3 separate regions of the Pan troglodytes genome follow, and regions 1 and 3 are each linked to region 2. A link is a contact called in public Hi-C and HiChIP or PLAC-seq data. All regions are on one chromosome and are shown on one strand. Each heading gives the region's core, a stretch centred on a gene start, on an enhancer-like site or on the middle of the called end of the contact. The rest is flanking DNA. Distances are from core to core; before and after follow the strand shown. Region 1 holds the start of NEO1 (neogenin 1). Region 2 holds the start of ADPGK (ADP dependent glucokinase). Region 3 overlaps NEO1 (neogenin 1).

Evidence for each region. A called contact is a pair of places that touch in the nucleus more often than the background predicts. HiChIP or PLAC-seq counts read pairs in DNA pulled down with a chosen protein or histone mark.
Region 1: an H3K4me3 HiChIP or PLAC-seq map of stem cell-derived excitatory neurons shows a contact between it and region 2, with 14 times the contacts expected there. The contact joins the promoter of NEO1 here to the promoter of ADPGK in region 2. A contact is called at or near these places in 1 of 7 Hi-C or Micro-C datasets (stem cell-derived neural progenitor cells) and 1 of 1 datasets of contacts at active chromatin or transcription factors (stem cell-derived excitatory neurons).
Region 3: a contact with region 2 is called in a Hi-C map of induced pluripotent stem cells, with 2.0 times the contacts expected there. The contact joins the enhancer-like site here to the promoter of ADPGK in region 2. A contact is called at or near these places in 3 of 7 Hi-C or Micro-C datasets (induced pluripotent stem cells and stem cell-derived neural progenitor cells) and 1 of 1 datasets of contacts at active chromatin or transcription factors (stem cell-derived excitatory neurons).

What each region holds. Positions count from the first base shown.
Region 1 is chr16:65,017,192-65,020,576 of NHGRI_mPanTro3-v2.0_pri, forward strand. NEO1 (neogenin 1) reads left to right here and starts at 1,488. Exons shown (of 31, transcript XM_016927160.3): 1 at 1,488-1,693; 2 at 2,220-2,536. The coding sequence starts at 2,407.
Region 2 is chr16:64,750,794-64,754,062 of NHGRI_mPanTro3-v2.0_pri, forward strand. ADPGK (ADP dependent glucokinase) reads right to left here and starts at 1,662. Exons shown (of 7, transcript XM_016927157.4): 1 at 1,325-1,662. The coding sequence starts at 1,557. LOC107968372 (a long non-coding RNA gene) reads left to right here and starts at 1,691. Exons shown (of 2, transcript XR_001709469.4): 1 at 1,691-3,269.
Region 3 is chr16:65,238,104-65,241,398 of NHGRI_mPanTro3-v2.0_pri, forward strand. NEO1 (neogenin 1) reads left to right here. Exons shown (of 31, transcript XM_016927160.3): 20 at 777-884; 21 at 2,130-2,324; 22 at 3,014-3,046. Among named protein-coding and RNA genes, the nearest start is that of HCN4, 96 kb to the right of the region's middle. Within about 2 kb of position 1,533, at least 5 of the 24 cell types and tissues checked have an H3K27ac peak or open chromatin away from gene starts, as enhancers often do. A contact at or near this core is called in induced pluripotent stem cells, where this site is marked.

The DNA of each region.
Region 1 (3,385 bases), core at 238-2,737, 270 kb after region 2:
CAGGTTAATTACTCAATGATGATTTTTAAAGGGCATGTCGACAGTGTCAGTGACTTTGAAACAAAGTAAAGGAGCTGAATTCAAGTGTGTGCCTGAGTTACTTAACTATCTTGAACTGATTTAGGATCTGTAGCTTTAATCTGGGGCTCCATCTACTAGTGGTTTAATAGAGTGGGTTTTATTAAAATTGTGATTTAATCACAAGCCAGAAATATACAACTGTTTTAAACTTTTTGATATTAACTTGATATACACAGTGGGCTGATAAATTAGTGAGACAGTTCATATAAGTCATATATGAAAATCAGTCTGTTATTAGCCACAACTCATGTATTTTTCAAAACTTGGAGATAAATGTAAGCTTCATCTCAGAAGTCATATTACACGTTATAGGTTTAATATAATGAAATTTTTCCAGACTTAGAAAAGATATCAGGAAATTAACATTTGCAAGGCAATTCACAGTTTTCAAAGAGCTTTTCTCATTATCTCAGAAAACTGAATAATGATGTGATTATTAAAGGTTAATTAAGCAAATACTTGTGAAGTAATTGGGAGGTAATCTATTTCTAATTTAACAGGTCAATCACGGGTATTTAGGAAATATTTTTGCTGGTTAACAAGTCTAACCAAAACAAAAAGGTATTTAAATGGTTTCCCTAGTGAAAAACCATAAGCATGTGTTTCCTCTATTAAGTCAATTGTTTCAAAGAACTGGGATGAGAATTCCTAATTTCACCGTTTTGATGATTTAAGGTTTTATGAAGATTCTGAGCTCTTCCCTCCCGACGTTAATCCATGTCTTACATTGTTCATTTTGGCGCTTTAGAATAAAATATCTTTGGAAAGTAACTATGAGAAAGCACAGAGGGATATGTTAGTGAAATAGCCATTTTCTTGTGGGAAGCAAGACATTTCGGTTATCGACTATACAGAAGAGTGAATAAAACCCAACGCCTATCAACCACCAAACGTGACTCTGCTTGCGTAATCATACAAATAAATTTTCTTTAAAAATTTTTCATGGGTGCAGTATATAAAATGATCAATAGTCTCATCAGCAGTGGAACTACAAACTGCTTTCTCTTAACTTTGTGTAGCCTGGGTGCTGCCTCACGATTACTAAGTGGTTTAAAATCATATCCCACTTGCTCCTTGGTTTATCAGCGAAAGACGTGATTCCCAGGTAGGAAAACGCCAAGTGTCCCGCAAAGGTACAGGTAAAACGTAGCAGTTACTGCGAGAAGACTGGCCCCGGGGAGTCCCAGGGCTCGGTCGGGGCCCCCGCACGAGCTGAGGAAGTGGACAGCGGGCACCTTTGTCTGTGCCTAGTTCCCTGGACCCGGGCCGAGCGATGCGGGTGGGGGCGCGGTTCGGGCGGGTCCCGGCGCTGCCCGGGGGAAGCGCGCGGCGACGGCGGCCCGGCTTGGAAGCCGGAGGTCAGCGGCTGCGCGGCCGGCCCCCTCCCACGGGAGCCGCGCCAGGGCTCAGCAAGAGTCGGGCGGGATCGCTATTGTTTTTGGCGAGCACATAAATCCCCGGGCCGACCCACTGCGCACCCAGGTTTCCTCCCGGAGGCCATTCGGTTTCCTCTGAGGCCCTATATAGAGGCTCCAGGCCCGGACTGTGCAGAGGTGCGCGCCCACGCCGGCCTCCCGGACCAGCCTGAGCTCGGAGCGCCTCTCGCCCTCAGGTCTCTGCAGCCAGAGGCATCTGGGGAGGTGAGGGGGGAATTTGTCCCCGAAGTGAGGAGGAGGAGGCGGGGGCGCGCGGAGCCGAGGGGCTGCGGCGAGCGGGCGGGAGGAGCAGGAGGATCCGCTTCTCCGGGGTTTCCCTGACGCCAGCAGCAGCGCCCGGCGCGCGCGCCCCGCACCCGTCAGCGGCTCCGGGGAGAAGGGGGAGGGGAGTGGGCCCGCCACGGCCCGTGAGGCGGCAGCCGGGATTGGAGCGGGGGCGGGCCGCGCGCGGAGCCGAGGGGGCGCGGGCGAGGGAGGCGCGCGCGTGCGCGTGTGCGCGCCCGGGACTCCCGCCCCCCGCCCCCGCCCCCGCCCCCGCCCCCGCCGTCCGCGGTCTCCGCCCCCCTCGCGCTGGTGTGTGGAGCCGGAGTCGGCGGCGGGTGGCGGCGCCTGGAACCTGGAGACCGACCCACCGCCCCCCCCCCGCCCCGGAATGTACTGACTCCCCCTCTTCGCTCTCCTCCCCTCCCCGCCCCCCTGCAGGAGGGAGGCGCCCCCGAGTCTCCCCTCCCGCGAGAGGTGCTGCGCGGGCCGGGCCGGGCCGGGCTGGAGCAGCGGCGGCCGCGGGAGCCAAGCTTGCAGCGAGGGACCGACTGAGGCGCGCGGGAGGGAAGGAGGCAAGGGCTCCGCGGCGCTGTCGCCGCCGCTGCCGCTCACTCCCGGGGAAGAGATGGCGGCGGAGCGGGGAGCCCGGCGACTCCTCGGCACCTCCTCCTTCTGGCTCTACTGCCTGCTGCTGCTCGGGCGCCGGGCGCCGGGCGCCGCGGCCGCCAGGAGCGGCTCCGCGCCGCAGTCCCCAGGTAAGCGGCGGGCGCGGGCCCGGGGGTTCGCGGGGGCGCGGCACCGGCTCAGGCGGCCGCGGCTGCGGTGTTTTTGTTTAGGATCCAGGAGGAAACGTGCAGGAACTTCTCTGCTTCGGCTCCGGTTGCCGAAGAGAAAGGGGATCGCGCGTGGTGGGGAGGAGAAGGGCGAGAGGGGGCGCCACCGGGGAAGGGGCGGCTGCCGGGGGGCAGGTCGGGGGCGCAGGGGTCTAGTTCCCAGCTTTGTACCTGGAGGCAGGTTCACCCCTCGCCTCTCTCCCCTCCCCCAGGCTCATCCCACTTGTAAGAGTGGGACATTCTTGTGCTCACACTAGCACCAGTAGAGGCCACTACACACCTCATTAAATAAACAATCGGACGGCCAATTCATTAATTTTCAGGAACGGAAAGGGGAGGGGGCTTGAACTCCGGGTTCCCTGGCCAGGGATTTCCCAGCTTCCGAAGTCTCGGGGAAGAGCTGGCTAGTCTCGAGGGACTCCTCGCGCGGGGATTGGAGCCCGACTCTGCGGAAGAGCGGGGGTGTCAGAGGGGCACAATTGCCCGCTCACAACCCCTGGTGTTGATTTAACGATGAGGACGCCTTGGAGAGCGGCTCGGAGTGATCGTGTCTGTTAGTGTTTCCGTTATGAAATGCCTCTTCTTTCCTGGGGATTACAACTATATTTACAGCCTATTAACCACTCTTAACCAAGGAAATTGTCTAAGCATCAGATTTTAGGTACTTGTACAATGTTTTCAGATGGCATTGTATAAACATTGAACCTCAAAAGCCATTTTCAGTTCTTTTTTGGAATATTATAGATTACTGAAACCACCTGCATTCCTGTT
Region 2 (3,269 bases), core at 412-2,911:
AGACAGGGGCCTTGCTTCACCCATCTCTGTATCTTAAGAATCTAGCACAGACCTGACACTAACCATGTAGTTGGTGAATATCTGCTGAATGAACGTGCATAAAGCAAGGAAGGACAATTTAATCCCAGCACTTTGGGAGGCCAAGATGGGAGGCTGGCTTGAGCTCAGGAGTTCGAGACCAGCCTGGGCAATATAGCAAGAACTCGACTCTACTAAAAAAAAAATAAAATAAATAAAAAATTGGCTGGGCGTGGTGGTGCTTGCCTGTCGTCCCAGCTACTCCAGAGGCTGAGGCAGAAGGATCTCTTGAGCTCGGGAGTTCGAGGCTGCAGTGAGCAGTGATTGCACCACTGCACTCCAGCCTAGGCGACAGAGAGACCGTGTCCCCAAAAAAAAAAAAAAAAAACCCCCAAAATTATAGCTAATATCGAATGCTTTTTAAAGCAGGCACTATGCTAGAGAGATTACATGAATGATGTCATTTAATCTTCAGGACAAGTTTGCTCTACTTTACCCCTCCCGGCCCCAACACTCCACAGAAAGTAGTGAGCTACATGGTAGAGGGCCTGCTTTTATGTGGTGGTTATACATAACTCTGAGATTATGGCAAGAAAGTCAAATCGAACTGAGACAGGGACTAAAGTTAGTGTTTACAGTATCAATACTATAAAGGGAATAATTACATTCCCAAAGAAAAGTACAAAGAAAGGAGGTAGTGTCATTTGGAAGAACCTTAAATATGCAGTGTCACTGAAGTCAGGGGAAGAAAAGAGTTTCACGGAGAAGGGCGTGTTCAATGCGTGGAAGGCTGCAGAGTAGCTAATGAAGATTCAAAAAGGCAAATCTGAGAGGAGTTGCAGTACAGTCGTGTGGTTTCTAGACTACACGGCGTTTCGAAAGAAAGTGGGTAAAGGCAGAGATCACGCGTCTTCAAGAAGTTCAGAAGAAAGAGGAAGAAGAGTGTTATCATAGTGGGTAAGGTCAAGTATCTTTGATTGCAAAACAACAGTCGCCAGAAGAAAAGGGGCTAAAAGTTGGAACGAGGAAGAAGGCTCGGAGAAAGGTGTCAGACAAAGCGGGATTAGCAAGAAGCTGTTAGGGCTGGTCCTACCGGGATGAGAGAAAGGCGCAGAGGCCAGCCGAGTGGAAAGAGCAGCGGTGACGAACCGGGTTCCACTCAGACGTCCGACACTTCTCGCCAAGGGGCCAGCGCGGACAGCAGCGCCTCCCGGGGACCTCTGAGAAGCCCTGTTTCTGCGCGGCTCCGCCCGACCTCCAAGGCCGACCTCGGAGGCTCAGAGACCCAGGCCCCGTTGGCACTCACCCCACTGCCACGCGGCGCCAGCGCCGGACTGGCCGCACGATAAGCGCGTCCCAGGCTGCCGCCAACCGGCCCTCGGGGGAGACGGGTCCCGGGGGCGCAGGCGCGGGCCCCAGACACAGCGAGCTCCAGAGAGAGCGCAGCGCCGAGCCTGGCAGCTCTGGCTCCAGCAGGAAGACGCAGCCCACGGCCAGCGCCAGGAAGCCCGCGTACGCGGAGCCGCGCCACAGCGCCATGGGGACCCAGGCGCCGCACCTGCGCGAACCAACTCCTTTCCTAGCCCGCGCCTCTTCCGGGCTCGGCGCGCGCCGATGTCGACACAAGCGCTACGTCACAAGGGTGCGCCACGGGGCCCCCCCAAGGGGCGGGGCGACGGGCGGCGCCAGGACGGAGCCGGGGCGGACCCCACGCCTCAGTCCCAGGCCTGGCACTGCGGTGTTGCCGCCCTGGAGGAGGTGGGACAACGGAGGTTGTGCCAGTCCGGGCGCTGCACCCCCTTCCCGGAACTCTAATCGTATCCCCAAATAGAGGGATGGGAACACATTTGCTTTCGCAGTAAAACGAAACGGACAGATTGTGAAGAAGCGGACGAACCTCGCGTTAATATTCGAACCAGTGGGTGTCCCCATTGGCACGGATCACACCCCCATCTTTTAATCCCTCCCTCCGCCCCTGTGTCCCCTCATTTGCTAGACTTGTCCTCTTCCAGGCCTAGTGCTCGGCGCTTCTGAGAGGAATAGGCTCACAGAATAGCGGCGCTGCCGAGACCCCTGGGGTACGCGAGGCAGGGGGATTCCGCCCCTTTGGAAGGTGGCCGAGACCCTCAGCCACTAAAGGACTTCGTCGAGACAGGAGAGCCCGCAGAGATCGTTCTCTTCTGGATAACCAGATTATTCCACAATCAAACTTTAACCCTTTTGGGGGCGCTGTTCCCTTTAACAAACTCTGGAAAATGCACACAATCTTGTGCACAACACGAGAGTTATGGACCTGGGTTAAGAAACGCTGCTTTCTTTTGTTCCCCTTTGGTGACATCACTTAAACCCAGCCCTCTCTTCGCTGATACTTTTCTGTGCATGAGGCTAGGTTGAGAGACAGTGAAGCTAGGCTGGGTACCAGCTCATTCTCATCAGCCACAATGCCCGGCCTAATCTTGTTCCCTGGTTTGTTTCCACTTTTCCAATTCTCTCGGCTCCTGACCTTGGCTTTGTGTCCAGTTTTCCACTGTGACCCTGACCTTTGGACTTGGCAGCGAAACTTTATTTCCCTAACTTTGATCTTGGGCATTAGTCTTCATTCTCCTCAGCCCCACCTCATCAGAACTTCCCCATCCTGGTCATCTACCTTCCCGCAGTTCATCCTACCCAGCCTACCTGACCATGCCATCCCTTTCGACAAAGATATTCACACAGGAACAGATTTGGGCTACCTTGGAAAAGAAGCCAAAGAGCCAGTCAGATCTTTGTGAAGCCATGAAAGCCATCTTCCCTAGAGTTGCCTGTCACCTCTCTCCTTAGGGAGACATGTCAGTCAGTTCCTAGAGAAACTGCTTCTTCTCACAACCCTCAGCTGTCAGGTTTCCCTGGCACCCAGAGGGGACTGAGCCAGCAGCTGACCTGAAAACAGCGAGTCTGCTGACTGTCCAGCGATCATTTCCCTCTATTGAGAATTTTAACCAAGTGTCTGTTGTCTGTAGTCATTTGATATTGGCTGTGGACCCACAAAGTCACACAAGGCTAAAGGTCAGAACCAGTTAAATATGTTTCCAAGGTGAAGTTTTGGGGAGCACAGGAAGCTGAACTGTGGGAAGGCCATAGAACAGACAGATCTAGAGGACTAGGAGAGTGCTCCACATTAAAGTGATGTGGACAGAAACCTGCCTGGGGCTTTCTTGCTCCCACAAGAGGCTGCTAAACTTCCAGCACTTTGCACCTAATTCTGCTTCTTT
Region 3 (3,295 bases), core at 283-2,782, 490 kb after region 2:
CACCTGAAGCCAAGAGTTCGAGACCAGCCTGGCCAACATGGCGAAACCCCATCTCTACTAAAAATACAAAAATTAGCTGGATGTGGTGGTGCACACCTGTAATCCCAGCTACTTGGTAGGCTAAGGCACGAGAATCACTTGAACCCAAGAGGCAGAGGTTGCAATGAGCGGAGATTGTGCCACTGCACTCCAGCCTGGGTGACAGAGCTAGACTCCATCTCAAAAAAAAAAAAAAAACAAAAAAAAACAGCTATATTTGGTTTGGAGAGCCAACTATAAATGAGAGAGAAAACTGTTTTACAATTTACAGTATTCTAACAAAATAATCCAGTGTGACAGGGAAGAAGTCATCTTGGATGAATTACATAACTTCTCTAATTTTTTGGTGTCCTGATCCATAAAGCAGAGATAGTGATAACTACCTTTCAAATTTTCTGCAAATACTAAGTGAGATACTATGTGTACATTACCTGGTATACGGTAGGTACTTGGTACAAATGCCACTTGACTTTCCTACCTAATTATCCTGTTTATCCCTGACTCCCAGCCAAGATGCCAATTCTGTATCTTCATAGTATGGTATTTCCTCTTTGGTACTCTGAATATTCTTCTTTTGATTGGAACTTTTGATAGACAAACTGTGATTTCTTTGAAGCCAGAAGCTTTATCTTTTTTGCCTTGTGCCCTTTATTTTGCCTTACAAGTGGAAAAGGTTGAAGAAATAGTGAACTAATTTGAAATGGACAGAAATTATTAAAAATTTTGTTATTTTGTAGTTCCGACTTCTCCACCCAAGGATGTGACTGTTGTGAGTAAAGAGGGGAAACCTAAGACCATAATTGTGAATTGGCAGCCTCCCTCAGAAGCCAATGGCAAAATTACAGGTAAGATGCAATCAAGTGTGCATTTCTTTGTGCCCTCTTCCTGCCTGACAGGAGTATTCCAGGAGAGTACCGTGTTGCTGGGAGAAGTGGGAGTCTGAAGGCTGGCTTGGTCATTTTATGGGAAGGTGTGAGTCATGATGGTCCTTGAAATTGGGGTGAGGCTGTGCTGGTCGCCCATGGCGGCATAAAATGGGTTGCCTGTTGGTGGTTCTGACTGCAGTCGGGGATGGGAGGCACTAGACAGCCTTTGGCTATAGTGGGACTTTGTAGACATTTATTTTCCTTAGGAAAGCTGTTCTTCTCTGTCTCCGCCTAGATGGACAGCTTCAGAATTATATACCCCCTCCCTGGTTCTGTAGAGTAATACCCAATAAACAGAGATTCTGCTCTTGTACCCTGAAGCCACACACACAAAAAAAAGCCCATTAGATATTTAATTCCTTTTCACTGCCCCCTGAGACCTGCTACTTCAAGTACCTGTGCTCTTATAATTAGAGTTAAAAGTGTGAACTGGCCTAGGTCTTTGTAGGGACCTGGAATTTTTTCCTTGTACTTTCAGAGGAAAACCTTCCACAGTAGAGGGGACACTCTGCCTTCCTCAGCCTTATCAGGGAGGGAAGCCTGATGGGGTTCAGCTGCTCTTACTTCCTTTGGCGCCTCTGCCCCATGTAGGTGTGTGCTGAGGAACTGGGGTTTGCCCTGAAGTTCCTCTGTATGAATAGGTGGCCTAAGGAAATGGAAAGCTTTTCTTAGCACTGTCCTGCTTCTTGCTTTCAGTAGGAATCTCTTTCTGTACATCCTGGTCTTTATGTCATTTTTTTAGGTTTTGACTTTGCCTCTTTTGTGAAAGAATGAATCATTACTTGACTTGGATTACATTTTACTTTGTCTTTTAAAACCGGCAACAGCGCAGTGCCCTTTTGCTGTGGGTCAGATAGATTCATGGTTGTGACGCTTCCCTTCTCAATGTGGGGATTAAGTGCCCCCTGGTGGAAGTATCAGGTGACAGTTCACTGTGGCTCTGCCCAGGAGTTCCTAGGAGATCACATCGGTAAGAGCTAAAACAGCCTGTCAGGCAATTCCTGGTTTTCAAAACTGCATTATTTTAATTGTAGACCCTTGAGGGTACATTATTCAAATATTATGCTATAATATGCATATGATGTAATAGGTACTTATTGATTTACTGAAGGCAAAAGGAAAAGCAGGAGTGAGATTTCTTTTCCCATTAATTCCTTTGGACAGGTTACATCATATATTACAGTACAGATGTGAATGCAGAGATACATGACTGGGTTATTGAGCCTGTTGTGGGAAACAGACTGACTCACCAGATACAAGAGTTAACTCTTGACACACCATACTACTTCAAAATCCAGGCACGGAACTCAAAGGGCATGGGACCCATGTCTGAAGCTGTCCAATTCAGAACACCTAAAGGTAATGCTCCCCAAGCTGAGGGTTTTGTTGTGTGTCTCTTTAGTGGGGCTATGCTGACACTATCACTTGAGCATATAGAGTCTGTGGATAGTATATGAAGTCTTAATGATGAGCTTGTGAGCCATGATGTGAAGATTTATCCCAGAATGATTCCTCACCTACTCATTGACCACCAAATCAGTGCTCCCTGGGTTACCAGCCTAAACATATCATATAAAAGAGGACACTGGCTCCAGGCTATTTGGGGCAGATGAATTGCAGTGATCTAAAAGTTTTTACCGGTCAGATCAGATGTGATTCTTTTGATTCCCATATAGAGAAAGAGTAGTGTGTTCTTGTGATGGATGGTTCAACTCAGGCAGGCTATTAACCTGAAAGACTTATTTGTGGACGTTACAGAGAAAAAGAGACTAAAAAGGGCCTTTTAAATAAAACCCTAGATAAGAAAATGAAGATAAAGCACTGAACCAAGTAAGCCTAGCCTAATAAAATTTAACTGGGGACTGAATCTAAGGAATTATGGAAGCCCTGTATGAATTTAATTTCTGTTAGTACTAAAGTCAAGTTTCAGTTTGTCTGGAAGTTTGTGGGGGTTTTAATTTTTTTCCTTTAAAAAGTTCTGCCTGTCCCATCTTCAAAGCTTGTGATCCTTGCTCTTGTTTTTTCTTCCCCTGTGCTTGGCCTGTTAGCGGACTCCTCTGATAAAATGCCTAATGATCAAGGTAAATGAGTAGATGGCCTCTCTTTTCTTTCCTTTCTTTTGTGACCTATTATTAGCTTTTGGTTTTTGTTCCTTTTTTTTTTTTTCCTGAAAAATCAGCACCATGTGTTAAAAGCCACACATTTATTGGCCAAAGTAGAGTTGAGTCCATGTTCTGAAAAGCTGGGGAATTTATGTAGAAGCTAACTAGGCTGGCAGAAGAAAACTGAACCAGTAAACTGGTCCTGCAGCTGTAGGAGATTGGTCTTAA